Linked DNA regions of Mus musculus: all the other regions are linked to region 1. Evidence: chromatin contacts called from public HiChIP or PLAC-seq data. All regions are on one chromosome and are shown on one strand. Each heading gives the region's core, a stretch centred on a gene start, on an enhancer-like site or on the middle of the called end of the contact. The rest is flanking DNA. Distances are from core to core; before and after follow the strand shown. Region 1 overlaps Mrc1 (mannose receptor, C type 1). Region 2 overlaps Cacnb2 (calcium channel, voltage-dependent, beta 2 subunit). Region 3 overlaps Cacnb2 (calcium channel, voltage-dependent, beta 2 subunit).

The links. HiChIP or PLAC-seq counts read pairs in DNA pulled down with a chosen protein or histone mark.
Region 2: a FOXA1 HiChIP or PLAC-seq map of pancreatic cancer cells shows a contact between it and region 1. The contact joins two enhancer-like sites. A contact is called at or near these places in 1 of 39 promoter capture datasets (the C10 cell line) and 2 of 115 datasets of contacts at active chromatin or transcription factors (large pre-B cells and pancreatic cancer cells).
Region 3: a contact with region 1 is called in an HNF4G HiChIP or PLAC-seq map of pancreatic cancer cells. The contact joins two enhancer-like sites. A contact is called at or near these places in 1 of 39 promoter capture datasets (the C10 cell line) and 1 of 115 datasets of contacts at active chromatin or transcription factors (pancreatic cancer cells).

Annotation. Positions count from the first base shown.
Region 1 is chr2:14,277,257-14,281,921 of GRCm38.p6, forward strand. Mrc1 (mannose receptor, C type 1) reads left to right here. Exons shown (of 30, transcript NM_008625.2): 11 at 2,580-2,728. Among named protein-coding and RNA genes, the nearest start is that of Mir511, 19 kb to the left of the region's middle. Within about 2 kb of position 2,200, at least 29 of the 459 cell types and tissues checked have an H3K27ac peak or open chromatin away from gene starts, as enhancers often do. A contact at or near this core is called in pancreatic cancer cells, where this site is marked.
Region 2 is chr2:14,662,744-14,667,408 of GRCm38.p6, forward strand. All of the region lies in intron 2 of Cacnb2 (calcium channel, voltage-dependent, beta 2 subunit), which reads left to right. Among named protein-coding and RNA genes, the nearest start is that of Gm32741, 60 kb to the left of the region's middle. Within about 2 kb of position 1,903, at least 2 of the 459 cell types and tissues checked have an H3K27ac peak or open chromatin away from gene starts, as enhancers often do. A contact at or near this core is called in pancreatic cancer cells, where this site is marked.
Region 3 is chr2:14,617,918-14,622,582 of GRCm38.p6, forward strand. The region is part of intron 2 of Cacnb2 (calcium channel, voltage-dependent, beta 2 subunit); the gene reads left to right. Among named protein-coding and RNA genes, the nearest start is that of Gm32741, 16 kb to the left of the region's middle. Within about 2 kb of position 2,769, at least 31 of the 459 cell types and tissues checked have an H3K27ac peak or open chromatin away from gene starts, as enhancers often do. A contact at or near this core is called in pancreatic cancer cells, where this site is marked.

The sequences.
Region 1 (4,665 bases), core at 950-3,449:
CTCAGAGAACTCTGGGAAGCACTGACATTTCCTGATTCACTTAGGGGATGTCAAAAGGAGAGGGTCAGGTGAGAGGGCTCAGTGAATATAGTGCTTGTCACAGAAGCATGAGGACCTGAGATTGGATCCCTAGCCCCCAGGTAAAAGGCCAGGCATTATAGTATACGTCTGTCATCCTAGCTCTATGAAGGCAGATAGAGGAGGATCCCTAAGGCTACTGGCCAGATAGCCTGGATGAACTGGTAAGCTCTAGGTTCAGTGAGAGACCCAGACTCAAAATGTAAGGTGGAGAGAGATTAAGGAAGATACCCAACATTGATCTCTGGTTTTCATATGTGAAACACACACACACACACACACACACACACACACACACACACACACACACACACACACACACACAGATGCAGAGAGAGAGAGAGAGAGAAAGAGAGAGAGACAGAGACACAGACAGAGACAGAGAGACAGAGAGATCGAGCGTTATATAAGGATGCAGGTGAAGAGACAAACAGGGTGAAGTGGAAGACAAGGTAGTGGAAATTCCATCTTTTCTACTGACCTGCACCATCCAGGAATCCCCACCAGCTCAGCCATGTGGAACACTTTGTGAGCTGTTGAGAAACTCTATTACTTGAGAATACTGGCTAATAGACTAAGCAAGGAAACACAGCAGGTGCCAAGATTCTTCTGTGCCTCTCAGGGCTTACAGCCTTTCTCCCTCCAGGGTGTGGCACATAGATCCCTGGGATTGATAGGATGGGTCTTATCACTTATTACTAAGGAAGGCAGGTCAGAGGCCCAAAATTATGATCCCAACTTCCCAAATGTAGACTGTATTATCTGCAAATATTCTACTCATTCTTTCTATTCTTTTATCTTAGTTAACTAATTAAGTAATCAACTAAGCTTTGTTGGCTTGGCTAATAGAATGATAGGCTAAGAAAATCAAACAGAAAGTAGAGGGTTTTAAATTTGAACTTTAAGCTCTGAGGTTTCATTCATCTTTGAGGTTTACTTACTTCTTTGTTTTATTTTCTTTCTTACTCTTCTCAAAGCTTGGCTTATACATTCAAAAAACTTAAAAAAAATTCAAAAGTCACTGACATTTTATTGCTTCAGGGCAGACTCAAAACCCACAGAGTCCTGCTGATACTAAAAATCCTGTGATAAAAATAGATATCAGAGGATTGTGTTTCAAACTGCATCTTCCTCTCCCAGCAATGACATGCTAATATAAACATCTAACTACTAGAACACAGATATGTATTCTCTCAAGACAGAGCAGATGAATTGCTTAAATACCATGGATATACATTTGTGATTGATTGGTTAAAGAATCGTATACAAGAAGAGAATTACTCTTCATGTGTTCTCGTGTTCTCTGAGCTATTTGTATTTAGCTCTTTGTATTTAACTGTCATTAAATTTCCTTTTCATGTTTTAGAAAGTAAATTGTACTTATAGTGTTTTGATTGCTCTTTTTAGGCATCTGGAATTATTCGGACTATGGTTAAATATAACATCTGCCATTTTTATCAGGGCCCACAGTCCTCTTTGTTCTCCCTGGCTCTTGATGTTCCTGAAAATGCAGTGCCTATTTTTCTGAGACATTTCCGCCCAAGTTGCCTTCATTATTTCAAGTGTTTTTTTTTTTTTTTTTTTTTTTAAGCTAAGACAGATCTATAGCCTATCATCAGAAAGGGAAAGAAACAAGATGGTCCCAATTCGTGATTCTCCTTGATAACCCTATCATCTGTAATCAAGAATTGAGCAGGGCATTTGACCTGTGTAAAAAGTGGTCTGGTCATTTCAAATAATTTTTCCAACTGCTGTAGTTTTCTTCTTTGTATTTTCAAAGTTCTCTTAAATTTTGTGAAGGCTAGAGAGGCCAATATGAGAATGAGAGAACAATGTCTGAATGGATCAATCCACTCAGATAGATGGTAGTTTAACTTCATAAACTTACTTTTCCTTAGTGAAGACTATTATAATGTAAACGATATAAAGCTATGACTCCTGTGTGACTCTTTGTGGGAAGTTATGAAATGTTTATTCATGCCAGATCATAAAGGAAATGATTCCCCCCAGGTCCAGCTTGGGGAATCAGGGAGTTTACAGGGTAACTTACAGGAGTGTGAGCAAAGGTTACATATGTGGATATGAGTGATTTATTGGCAGCTCCCTCACTGGAAAGCCCACTTCAGCATGGGTGATGATTCATGAAGGCTGCATCCCTGACACGCCCTGAGCAATTTACACGTAGCTCTGTAGAAGAGTCTTGTCTCCCTAGCAATTATTTATTGCTTCTATAATCCCAGGAAGAGGCCCTGTGAGTCTTGTAACTTTCATAAACCTCCTGAGCTTTCTAAGTTCTTTAGCTTCCTGGATCTATGACATATGTTCTGTCTTTAAGAGAGAATGTTAGAATCCAGAGGAAATGGCTACAGAAGAGTAAAGCAATATTTGAATTTATCAATGAAACAATATCTCGGGTATAAAACTGAAATAATTTTCATGTTGATAATTTAAGAAATTTGCATAAATGTTTCTAAAGTTTAGTTACTTTAATTCTTTTAAAGATATGAACAAGCATTCCTGACTAGTTTGGTTGGATTGAGGCCTGAAAAATATTTTTGGACAGGACTCTCAGATGTTCAAAACAAAGGGACGTTTCGGTGGACTGTGGACGAGCAGGTGCAGTTTACACACTGGAATGCCGACATGCCAGGTATGCGGGAGCTGTGCTCAGGGCAGGTCTAGGGGTCTATGCTCAGGGCATTCCCTCATTCTTTCCAGCAGAGCCTGTCAGTCTTGCAGACACCTCTCCAATGCAGCATGCGAGTCAGTTGTGTTTAAGTAATCTTTGCATTTCTCTTCTCCCATGCCCTCCCATCCAGCTTTCAGTATTCTGGGGCAAAGAGGAAGAGAAAATTTTTAAGTAATTTGGTTCTGGTATATTTAAAGCAACGAAACATTTCAAGTGCTCTCAGGTGTTATGAATATTTGCCTAATTTCACAAAACGGGGCCCTATAGAAAGCAGATGTAAAACTTTTCAGTGGGGCTGAATATGAATATGGATGTCGTTGAATGGTGGGACCAATGCAAACGCTTATGGGGAATCATTAGTCCAATTTTTGCATTAACCCTTTACAAACATGGGATTTTATTTTATCTTTCCAAGAATAACAAGGGGGCATTTAAGTATCTTCTTTTAAAAGATGTAGAAATTGAAACTCAGGATTTATAGAACTAGAGATGCCCAAGCCTAGACTTATACTAATCTTGGCAGTAAGCTAGTCTGAGGAATCTGGTTTTGGACCAACCAGCTGCTTTGGTTTTTTGAATTGCTTTTGTTGACTGGAGACCCAAAGTAGACTCTAACAGACACTAAGAGCTTCTTTATCTTTATACACTGATGTTACTGGCAAATAATATTACTGACAATGCCATCTCTCAGACACTTCAATACCCTTTACAGAAAGCAAATCAGTGTGCCAGAATCACAATTCTATTCTAAGAATTCTATTCTATTCTAAGCTATTCGAGGAATAACCACTTAAGCGCATGGGTTTGCTACTTGGCTCAATACATCCTAATCTCCAGCTGTTAGTCAAATTTGCATGAGCAGCTTTGAGTGGGGAACTGATGTCACCACTCAGATTACACTGTTTGTACACCTGCTATTTGATTATTAAATCATTAAACACTGGAACTGTGAGATTCAAGATCACGTAAATGAACACATTCTCATTTTGTTTGTTTCAGTTTTGGGGAAAGTCACAGCTCTTACTGGGTAGCTTTACTTTGCCTTGGTTACTTACTCACCAGGAGGATTCTGAGTGATGAGCACTGGAATATCTTCAAGAATAAAAATCCATTAAACTAGAACCATAGCTCAGCTGTGACCACTGAGAGTCTTGAAGACAAAGTCTCTTGTTGTATAGTCCAGGGTTAGACTGGAACCTACAATGTAGCTGTTAGAGTTCCCTATGGCACTCACTATGTAGGCTGGGCTTAAACTCAAGATCCTCCCACTCTAGCCATCCATGTGCTGGCACCACAGCTTTGCGCTCAGGCCCCACTATCCTGTATCTACTTGATGGAAAGATGACTGAGTGCCCAAACATACAGCTTCAAGAACAAACAAGGCACCTGGGGCCTGACCTGATTATCAAGAAAGATGAATGAATCTTGTAGCCAGTGGGTCAGGGGATCAGAGCAGCCTCAGCTGTCATCTATTGCAGTAGCAGTCAGTTTCAGTGCAAGATCTAGGAATCTGAAAAAAGTCTCAGGGAATGGGGAGCTTTAGAGAAAATTAACTAGGAAGGATATGTCTCTTTAGAACTATGATAATAAACTTTTAAGTATTTAAAATCCTTTGAAAACTATTGATAAAATTATTAGCTCCTGTTAGCAGCAAGAATCTTGATGTTTTCTAACCTCTATGTAACTTCTTACTACAATGACCACAAAACAGAATTAGAGACTTTCAGTTCTGTGATCATTGTTTGACTTTCTTCAATACCTTCCTCACAGCTCTACATAGTAGAGCCTGTGGTTTGCATCTTAAGACAAGGAAGCAAGAGAACTTGAGTAACTTTCCCAAATCCTCCAACCCAGATGTGTCTTGTTTGGAAATCTTATCAAGTGCTTTGGTCCTGGAG
Region 2 (4,665 bases), core at 653-3,152, 390 kb after region 1:
AACTTACTACACAGACTATGATGGAAGCCATGAAGTAAACATGTTGTGTCTGCTGACTTTGAAGTATTTGTACTTTCCTTGGTTAAAAAGAACTGAGTGTATTAGCTGTCTTTTATTTATATACAGTGTGCCCAGATGTTATATTTTGAACTTATTGTTCTTTAATTAGGGCAACGATGTTGTTCATGGTGTGTGCATGTTTGTGTGTGTGTATATGCCTGTGTGTAAGTGGGATCCAGGAGCTCACACATGTTAAGCACTAAGTTATAGCAATAGTTCAAACAGATTTTTAAAGGGCAACATAATCTCGATCTCTTTCTAAGCTGACTATTACTTTGGTAAATGTAACAAGGTTCACAATATATAATCTGAAGAAAAATGTTTATATGACTTTCGTTTGGGGATAAGTCTCTAGCTCAGAAAAAGTCCTTGCTCAGGATACAGCACTGGGCAGGGGATGAGAAGCAGACCTTTTTTTAAAGTTTCAAATACTAAACTACTTAGAGCCATTGCATGTTTCACCTCTACCACCAAGCCTGACAACCTGAGTTTAGTCCCTGGGATCCATACAGTGGAAGGAGAACAACCAGTTTTGAAGTTGTCCTCTGACCTCCACACATATACACAGACATGTAAATAAGTAAATATAATACGTTTTAAATACTAAACTAGTTTGATATGCAAATGGGAGGCTACTGTTTTGTTATGGACAGAGGGTTAGAAGCTCTTCAGTCTGTCTGGAATGAGAAATGAACAGGAAAACAAGCCATTTTTCTTATGCTGTCAGAGTCAAAACTCATTTCTTAGGAGAGTTTTGCTAAAATTGGAGAAAGATTCCCCTCTGTGAAGAGAGGCCATCATAGCCCTCAGCTTAAAAGCAGATTGGCTCTCCTACTGTATGCTACATTCCTGTGGTTCCAACTGGGATCTGGACAGGGATGGGACCTAGTGGGCAAGCATCAGGCTTTTAGATTGTAGTGAAATATACCCCAGTTTGGGACTGCATTCAGTTTTAAGCCATTCTGTGTTTAATGGAAAGAGAGAGAAAGGGGGAGGTAAGAAAGGAGAAAGGGAGAGAGGGGAGAGGGAGGGTAGGGAGGCACACTTATAAAGTTTGCATCATGGGAGTCAACCTCATGTATACTGACTAATACTGTTACTTGTACACCACCAGTATGATCACCTTAAACAAATATGAAGATGTTTTCCACATAGAACGTAGGAATTTGCAGGGGTTCTTGTTGGATGTAAATGTCTACAGGCAATAACAAGAGTCATATGTAGTTATAAATCTGGACTTGAGTGTTACAGAAATGCTCAGGTTGTGTGTTGGCTCTGCTGTTGCATGTAAACTTGGTTGTTCCACTTCTTACGTGCAGTTTCCTTGTTTGAGAATTCAGTATAGTCAACAACTTTCCTTCCCAGATTTGTTGTTAGCATCAAGTATAGTAAGACCAATATGCTGTTATTAAGTCTCCAAAATTTAAAAGTAACCATTCCTTTCTCTCCTGACTCAATATCTCATCTTCATCTAGATGAGAACAATTATGTGCTCTTAAAATAGCTGAAATGTAATAAAATAATTATAATACAAACATATGCATACACATACACACAAATGTTTACATACATACACAAACACTCATACGTATACTTATAACCAGTACTAAGGGACCAAACCTAGGGTTTTCAGAAATGTTAGCAGGTGTTCTACCAGTGAAGTATACATTTTTAAGCATAGTATGTAAAGTAGAACACTAGAGTTGATAAGCGGTATAATTTTCAGACTCAGAGCATGTGGGTGAGATCATTGATCTGCCATCTCTTCCACACACCTCTGGACAAATTGTTCAGTCTTTGCCACTTGCTGCACCCTTGTGTACAAATGGGCATTACTGAGGTAAAGACTCGTGTTTACAGAGTTGTGAACATTAAATGAAGAGGCATCTGTAGCACTGGAATCAGGATGTATGAGTTATGACTCGCGTGTTAGTTACGTTTCTTATCACTGGGATTAAAATACATCGGATCTTCCTTCCCTTCCTGCTACCTTTCTTTCCTCCTTTCTTCCCGCCCTCCCCCTTCCTTCCTTTCCTTCTTTCTTTACCAGGAATTCTTTCATATCCTCCTGAATCTCTCTAGATCCTGCTTTGTCAACTTTCCTGAGTTCTTGCATATGTTTAACATGTTATTTTAGCAGACTGTTTATCTTCCAACAATGCAAGCCCAAATGGATGAATAGATGGGTCGCTTGGTCACATCTGGAGTTCCTTTGCCTTTATTGCCCAACAGGAAGCTCTGCTTCAGGCATAACCTTGAGTGCAATGGCTGAGTTGTTAGAGCATGCATGCTTTAAATTATTAGATTGTGTCAAATTGTTTTCCAAATACGTGTCGCATCTTTACACTCCAGACAGCAGAACATGAGCTCTTGGTCCTCTGTTGTCAAACAGATTTGGAGAGGTCAGTATGTGTTCCTGTTCATGTGGGTCTGTGCACATGTGCAGTGTACACATGTGTGAATCTGCACATGGAGTCAGACATCAGCATAGGGTACCTTCCTGGACTGTTGTCTACTTTGTTTGAAGCAGGTTTTCTCACTAAGCTGTCTGCTCAATGTGCTTGAGGGATCCATGTGTCTCCACCCCTGGCTCCCACCACTGTGCCTTCAGAGCACACTACCAAGGAGGCTTTATTTTCTGGGTGCTGGGGCAGATCCATTCAAGTGCTAATGATTATGCAGCAAGCACTTAATGATTAAGCCATTTACCAAGGCTTCTCCCAAGCCCAGAATTTCATTGTTTTGTTTGATTAACTCGCTTCTGTTTTTTGTTGTTTTAGGTTTTTTTGTTTTTTCATTGTTTTTGTTTGTTTTGAGACAGGGTTTCTCTGTGTATCTCTGGCTATTCTGGCACGTATTCCATAGAACGAGCTGGCTGGCCTAGAACTCACACAAATTCTTCTGCCCCTGCCTCTGAGTCCTGGGATTAAAACCATATACCACCAACACCCAGCCACCTTCTGTTTTTATAACTTGTTTTTATACTTTTTTGTGGGTTTTGTTCACAGGAACCCTTGTCTGTGCTTCAAACCTTGTGCTACTCTGTTTCTGAGTATGAGTTTAAATTGTAATGTTATCAACTTTAACTTTTTTCCTCTACTGTCTTTTTCATTTCTCAGCTTGCAAGAAAATGTTCCCTAATAATAGAAAGGCATAAAAACATTCTTCTAAATTTACTTGTAAAGCTTTCTGAATTATTTGCTTTTTTTTTTTTTTGAGCTATGAAAGAGGAATCTAATTTTGTTTTCTATTTAGATAATAAATTACTCTGAAATTACTGAGCACATGATCTTTTCTACCTTCCCAAATCTACCAGGGCAGCTCTACCATACATCAAATGCCTATTTGAATTTTATTGTTTAAGTTCACTAATCAAAGTTAAAAATAAAATTGAAGCAAAGAAAAAAAAATACCTGCAATCTACTCCCCACAGTGCCAAATTCAAAACCACTGGATTGAAAATCAGAGGACCAGGCTGGTGAGATGGCTCAGCGGGTATAAGAGCACTGACTGCTCTTCCAAAGGTCCTGAGTTCAAATCCCAGCAACCACATGGTGGCTCAAAACCATCCATAACGAGATCTGATGCCCTCTTCTGGAATAAATAAATCTTTAAGAAAAAAAAAGAAAGAAAGAAAATCAGAGGACCTGGGTCCTGAGCATATCAGAAGGTGGCCTTGGCTCGACTCAGTGGTACCTGTGGATGTGGGTGAAAGGTGTTCAAGTTTTCTATTGTAGATTTGTGATAAAGCATGTAAGAAAATGAGGGGGTAGAGGATCCACCTCTTGGGATACGGATACAGAGACATCCATCCAAATTTGTGGCCAGTCTGAGTTACATAGTGAAATTTGAACAAAACAAAACAAGACTGAAGTCCAGGGTAACTCATGTTTACCTTTCTTTCTTTCTTTCTTTCTTTCTTTCTTTCTTTCTTTCTTTCTTTCTTTCTTTCTTTCTCTCTCTCTCTCTCTCTCTCTCTCTCTCTCTTTCTTTCTTTCTTTCTTTTTATCATCTGCCTTTATTTTTTTTCTTTTTTCTTTTAAATAGGTATTTTCTTCATTTATATTTCCAATGCTATCCCAAAAGTCCCCCATACCCTCCCCCCACCCAATTCCCTTACCTACCCCCTCCCACTTCTTGGCCCTGGTGTTCCCCTGTACTGAGGCATATAAAGTTTGCAAGACCAATGGGCCTCTCTTTCCACTGATGGCCGACTAGGCCATCTTCTGATACATATGCAGCTAGAGACTGTACTCACTGATAAGTGGATATTACTCCAGAAACTTAGAATACCCAAGATACAAGATACAATTTGCAAAGTACATGAAACTCAAGAAGAACGAAGACCAAAGTGTGGACACTTTGCCCCTTCTTAGAATTGAGAACAAAACACCCATGGAAGGAGTTACTGAGACAAAGTTTGGAGCTGAGACGAAAGAATGGACCATCTAGAGACTGCCATACCCGGGGATCCATTCCATAATCAGCCTCCAAACGCTGACACCATTGCATACACTAGCAAGATGTTCACCTTTCATGGCCCTATGCCACAAAGCCTGGCAGCTGGGCTGATACCATCAGGTGGCCTTCTCAGAGGGCCTCTGG
Region 3 (4,665 bases), core at 1,519-4,018, 340 kb after region 1:
AACTGAGTTCTGTCTTCCTGATTGAAATTCATGTTGCAACTTTTTGAAAATTTAGGTAAACTAAATTGCTTTGTGTCTAAATTCTCATATCCAGCCTCATATTGGCCATGGTCATCCACTGTGCACTTCACAGCCCTTGGCTGATTTTCTTTGCTGTACAACATTGGATTCTATGGGATATGCCACAGTTAGTGTGTTTCACTCTTGAGAGACACTGGCTTTTTTCTCTCGTTGAGGTTATTAAGACAATGCTGCTATGTAAATTCTTGGGTGTACCATTGGCACGTATAAAATATGTGCCAGTGATGAAATATTGGATGAAAAAATTTAGGATGAAATATGCAATCATATAGTGTGTGTATGCTCACTATAGTCAGTAGTGAAGGACAGTTTTCCAAAGTGACTGTACCAGTTCACTGCATGTCTGATAGCATCTGTCACTTCACTTATTCACAAGTAGCCAGAACTTGATGCCAGTATTTTATATCTTAGTCTCTCTGCCACTGGAGTAGTAGCTCACTTTGGATTTAGTATTGACTTGTGTATACTTAAGTCATAATTTTATCAAAGGAGTATTGTATACAAATACAATCTGAAAGATCTTCTGAGGGTCTATTAAAAATCACTCTTGATGACTAATATACTCTATATTTGATTAAAATTATATTATAGCTATTGGTATATGGTGAAATGTTTTAGGATCTGTTAGAGCATGCGAAAGGCTAAGCAATAAAAGGACATGGCGTTTCCCTGAGGTTAATCGTGTGTATGTTTCTAACTAAGCTTAATTTTAAAACATAATCCTTACTCTTAAGAAAATGAATGCCTACAAGTAAGTTTCTGCTTTAGGCTTTGAGGTGAAATTCCAGCAACTTCAGCCCCATGCCTGAGCTCCCATCTTTCTGACCTTGGGAGCCTATTTGACGTCAGTGATATTTCAGGGATATTAAGGATGACGCATGCCCAGCCCTGTTGAAAAGTCTTTCTCTCTAGGATGTCAGTTTCATGCTAGAGCTGGGCCTAGTGTTGTGTCCTGAAGGGGCCTTTGCCCACAGGCTTGTTGGCTGTGTATTACCAACCTCAGTGGGCTTTCACATGAGATGATATTGAAATAAAGGTTACTCTAGGTTCTCCATTCTTTCTCTATGAGCGTGTTATGATGAAATAGGCCAGTTAATATTCCGCATCAAACATTTCAAGGAAAACTCCTGTCCTGACTTGCAGTTTTGTAAAGTGTTCATTGGCGAGAAAGCGCATTGTGTTTTTATTTTGTCTCATTTCTGTTCTGTATAAAGTGTTACCTTCACATGCTCTTTGGGCACGGGATCCTGAACGCATGATTTTCCTGTTTTTCTGTTAAGTGAATCACAGCATTGTGAGATGTGTTCCAAATGGTTTCCTCCAAGCAGCATGAGATAGTTATCTGCCGAGACTGAGTGCTGCCATTTCTAGTTGGCCTTTGAATGAATAACTAGGTTTGTTTGTTAGTTTGCTTGTTTATTCCCTGGTAATTTCACACATGAATACAATATATTTAGGTCATACCCACCTCTCAATGACTCTGCCTTTTGATATCTCACCAGGTTCACATTACAAATAGGCCTCCTCAAACAAACAAACCAACCAGCAACAAAACAAAAACCCAAACCAAACCAAAACCAAAACCAAAACAAACCAAAAACAAAAAAACCTAGTTGTATGCGTTACAAGAGTTAAAACCTGTATGCTAATTGGAAATATGCAAATAAACACTCTTGACAACTTTCACTATTATGACTTTAAAATGCAATGTTTATTTTGAACATTTATTAAAACATTGACAAGAACAAAGCATTTGGGAAGAAGTACTGACATCTGATATTTATTAAACGTTACTGTGTCTAGGGCTCAATCCTACCAATGAGGAAACCCAAGCATGGAAATAAAGTAATATAGTCACATCAGGAGGGAGATTGGATTGAGGATTTGAATTGAGGCAGCGGACTCCAGATTATTATTATTTTCTTTATTGGTGACATCATATTCTCTTGTTACAAAAAGACAGATTAGTGAGCATGTATCACAATTGTTTAACTTGTTTAGCTGAGGAGAGCATAAAGAAAAATTAATACTGTTGTTTTTAGTATGTAACACACTGTATGAGTCTCTTCATAGTTGTAACAGAATTCCTGACAGAAGCAACTTGAGGGAGGAAGGGATTAGGTCACAGTTTCACGGGATGCTGGTCCAGGATGCTGGCATGAGAATGTGGCAGAGGCTGCTTGTGTCTTTGAAGATAAGAGGATTCGAGGACTTTGCCTGAGACCAGAAAGGGATAACACCATCAAGCCCAGCCTCAGTGACTCACCTGTGCTATGTCACCTGTGCTATGTCACCTGTGCTATGTCACCTGTGCTAGCTATGTCAGTCCCATGGGCTGCATAACCTCCTAAGGCAGCGCCACCAGCTGGCGGAACAGAGTGTCTCCTGCACATGATCCCGAGCACACTTTACATCAAAATTTGAAAACACTAAGCTACTCTCTACTCTGAAGTCTCTTTAGGGAAGAAAAGAGAATAGTCTTATTGTTTTAAAGTTTCACTGGGTGTTATGATTGTAGTGTGTGTGTGTGTGTGTGTGTGTGTGTGTGTGTGTGTGTGTGTGTGTGTGAAGGCCAGGCCAAAAGAGGATGTTGAGAGTCCTGGTCTATATCTCAACCTTAATCCTCTCACTAAACCTGGACCTAGGCTTGTGGCCAGCAACCCCTCAGTAATCCTCCTATCTCTACCCCACACAGTGTTGACATTGTCATAATGTATGCAACCACAACCAGCTATTAACAACAGTGCTGATGCTCAGGCCCTCACGCCTAAGTTATGGACATTCTCTCTCACTGAGCAGTCTCCTCAGCCTGGCTTCATGACTTCCTCAATGCCAGCATTCCTTTAGTTCTTCCTTTAGAAGTTGCCTGAGTTCTCAGTTTGTGTCACAGTTTAGTGTCCCTGTTGGTAATGAGAAGGACAGACATAGTTGGAAGAGTGTTTGTTTCTTTCCTTCTTTCCAAGAATCCGCAGGAGCATACGAATTTTAGAATTTTAGAATTCTGGAAGCTTCCATCCTGTGTTAAGTAAACAGAAATGAACTTGACTGTGAATCATCTGTAGCCTGTACTGGTCTGTTTGGAGGGCTGGCTGTGGCTGACGTGGTCCCAGGAATCATCCAGGTCATGAATCTGGGTGAGGCTGGGCAAACATTACACCTCGTTTTATGTGAGGCTACTTCAGAAATAGTTTATAGTCTGCTGGGGCCTTGGTTTTGTAAGTAGAACAAATACTTCAATTTTAATGGATTAAAGGGCAAAAAGTGCTACCCATGACTTGTAGATACTGAATGTGAAATCAATGAGTACTGTTCAGATTGCTTATGTACTAAAAGGGATTGAACAAACAAAGCACTGTTGTCTTGTACTGTTAAGATAATTGTAGGTACCAAGGTTGTCTTTGTGCCGATACAAGCTATGTGCTCTTTGGCTGGGTTTGGGATACATGTATGGATAACAGGTCTCTATTTTTCATTAGTTCTTATTACATGAACCAAGTTTTCTTACAAACCCAGAGAAAGAAGATAAAATCTCCAAGGGCCAATTGTCTAGAAAGAAAACATTTCTTTTAACACCAGAAACTAAGTGGGGTAAATTACTTTACTGAAAGAAAAATGAAAAACAAAAAACCAAAAGCAATTAAAAAAAAAAAAAAGCCAGCTAGACTAGAAATAACAGCTGAGCCTAACTGACATCGAAGGATAGAACATTTGTGTTGGTCTCTTCCAGTGACAGTGGAAATTCTTTGATATTTCCGAGGTTAAGGAGAACTATGCACATCTGCAGGTAAGTGTGGTCATTGAAATTAAACCAGCTGTACGGAGTGGAACAGACCATTTTATTTTACAGAGTTTGTTTTTGTGTCTGCCTCCCTCCCTTCCTCTACACCATCTCCCTCCTCTTCTCATTCATCCTTCCCTTCTCTGTCCCTCTTTTATCCCTTCCTCCTTTCTCCCCCTCCCTTCCTCTCTCTCTCTCTCTCTCTCTCTCTCTCTCTCTCTCTCTCTCTCTCTCTCTCTCTCTCCTCCTGCTTTCTGTATTTCTCCTATTCTCTTCCTGTTTCCCTTCCTTTCTTTCTCCATTTTTTCCCCTAAAGACACTTGGTCTTGCAGCTTGCATTGATGAAGTCTTCTTAAGATGCACACCAAATGCTCAAGAGACCACTTGCTAGATCTGATTTGTTTCAACACATACTAAAGCCACTTTTTCAATCCAGGTACTCTGCCATGCAAGCTCAGCTATAGGTTCCTGTCATGCTTGGCCAAGACTCAGTAACTGTTTGTCCTGATAACTCTTATATGTCCTGGAGTTGTGCTGACTTGTGTTTATTGTGTTAGAAATTGAGTCTTATGAATTCACTCTTTTTTTTTTTTCTGGAATTTTCAAGGACCAATATTCACTGTGGTTGGCAGGGTAGGACCCAGACACTCATCTGGGATTCTGTCTTACCAACATGTGTTGTGGTTGTAATTCAGTAACCCTGTAGCTTCTAAGGGCTTCCAGAAAGCACATCAGAGTGACAACGTAGAATGAAGCAAATATTTAACAGAAGGTTGCAGGACACTTTCAGAACATGGTATTCTAAA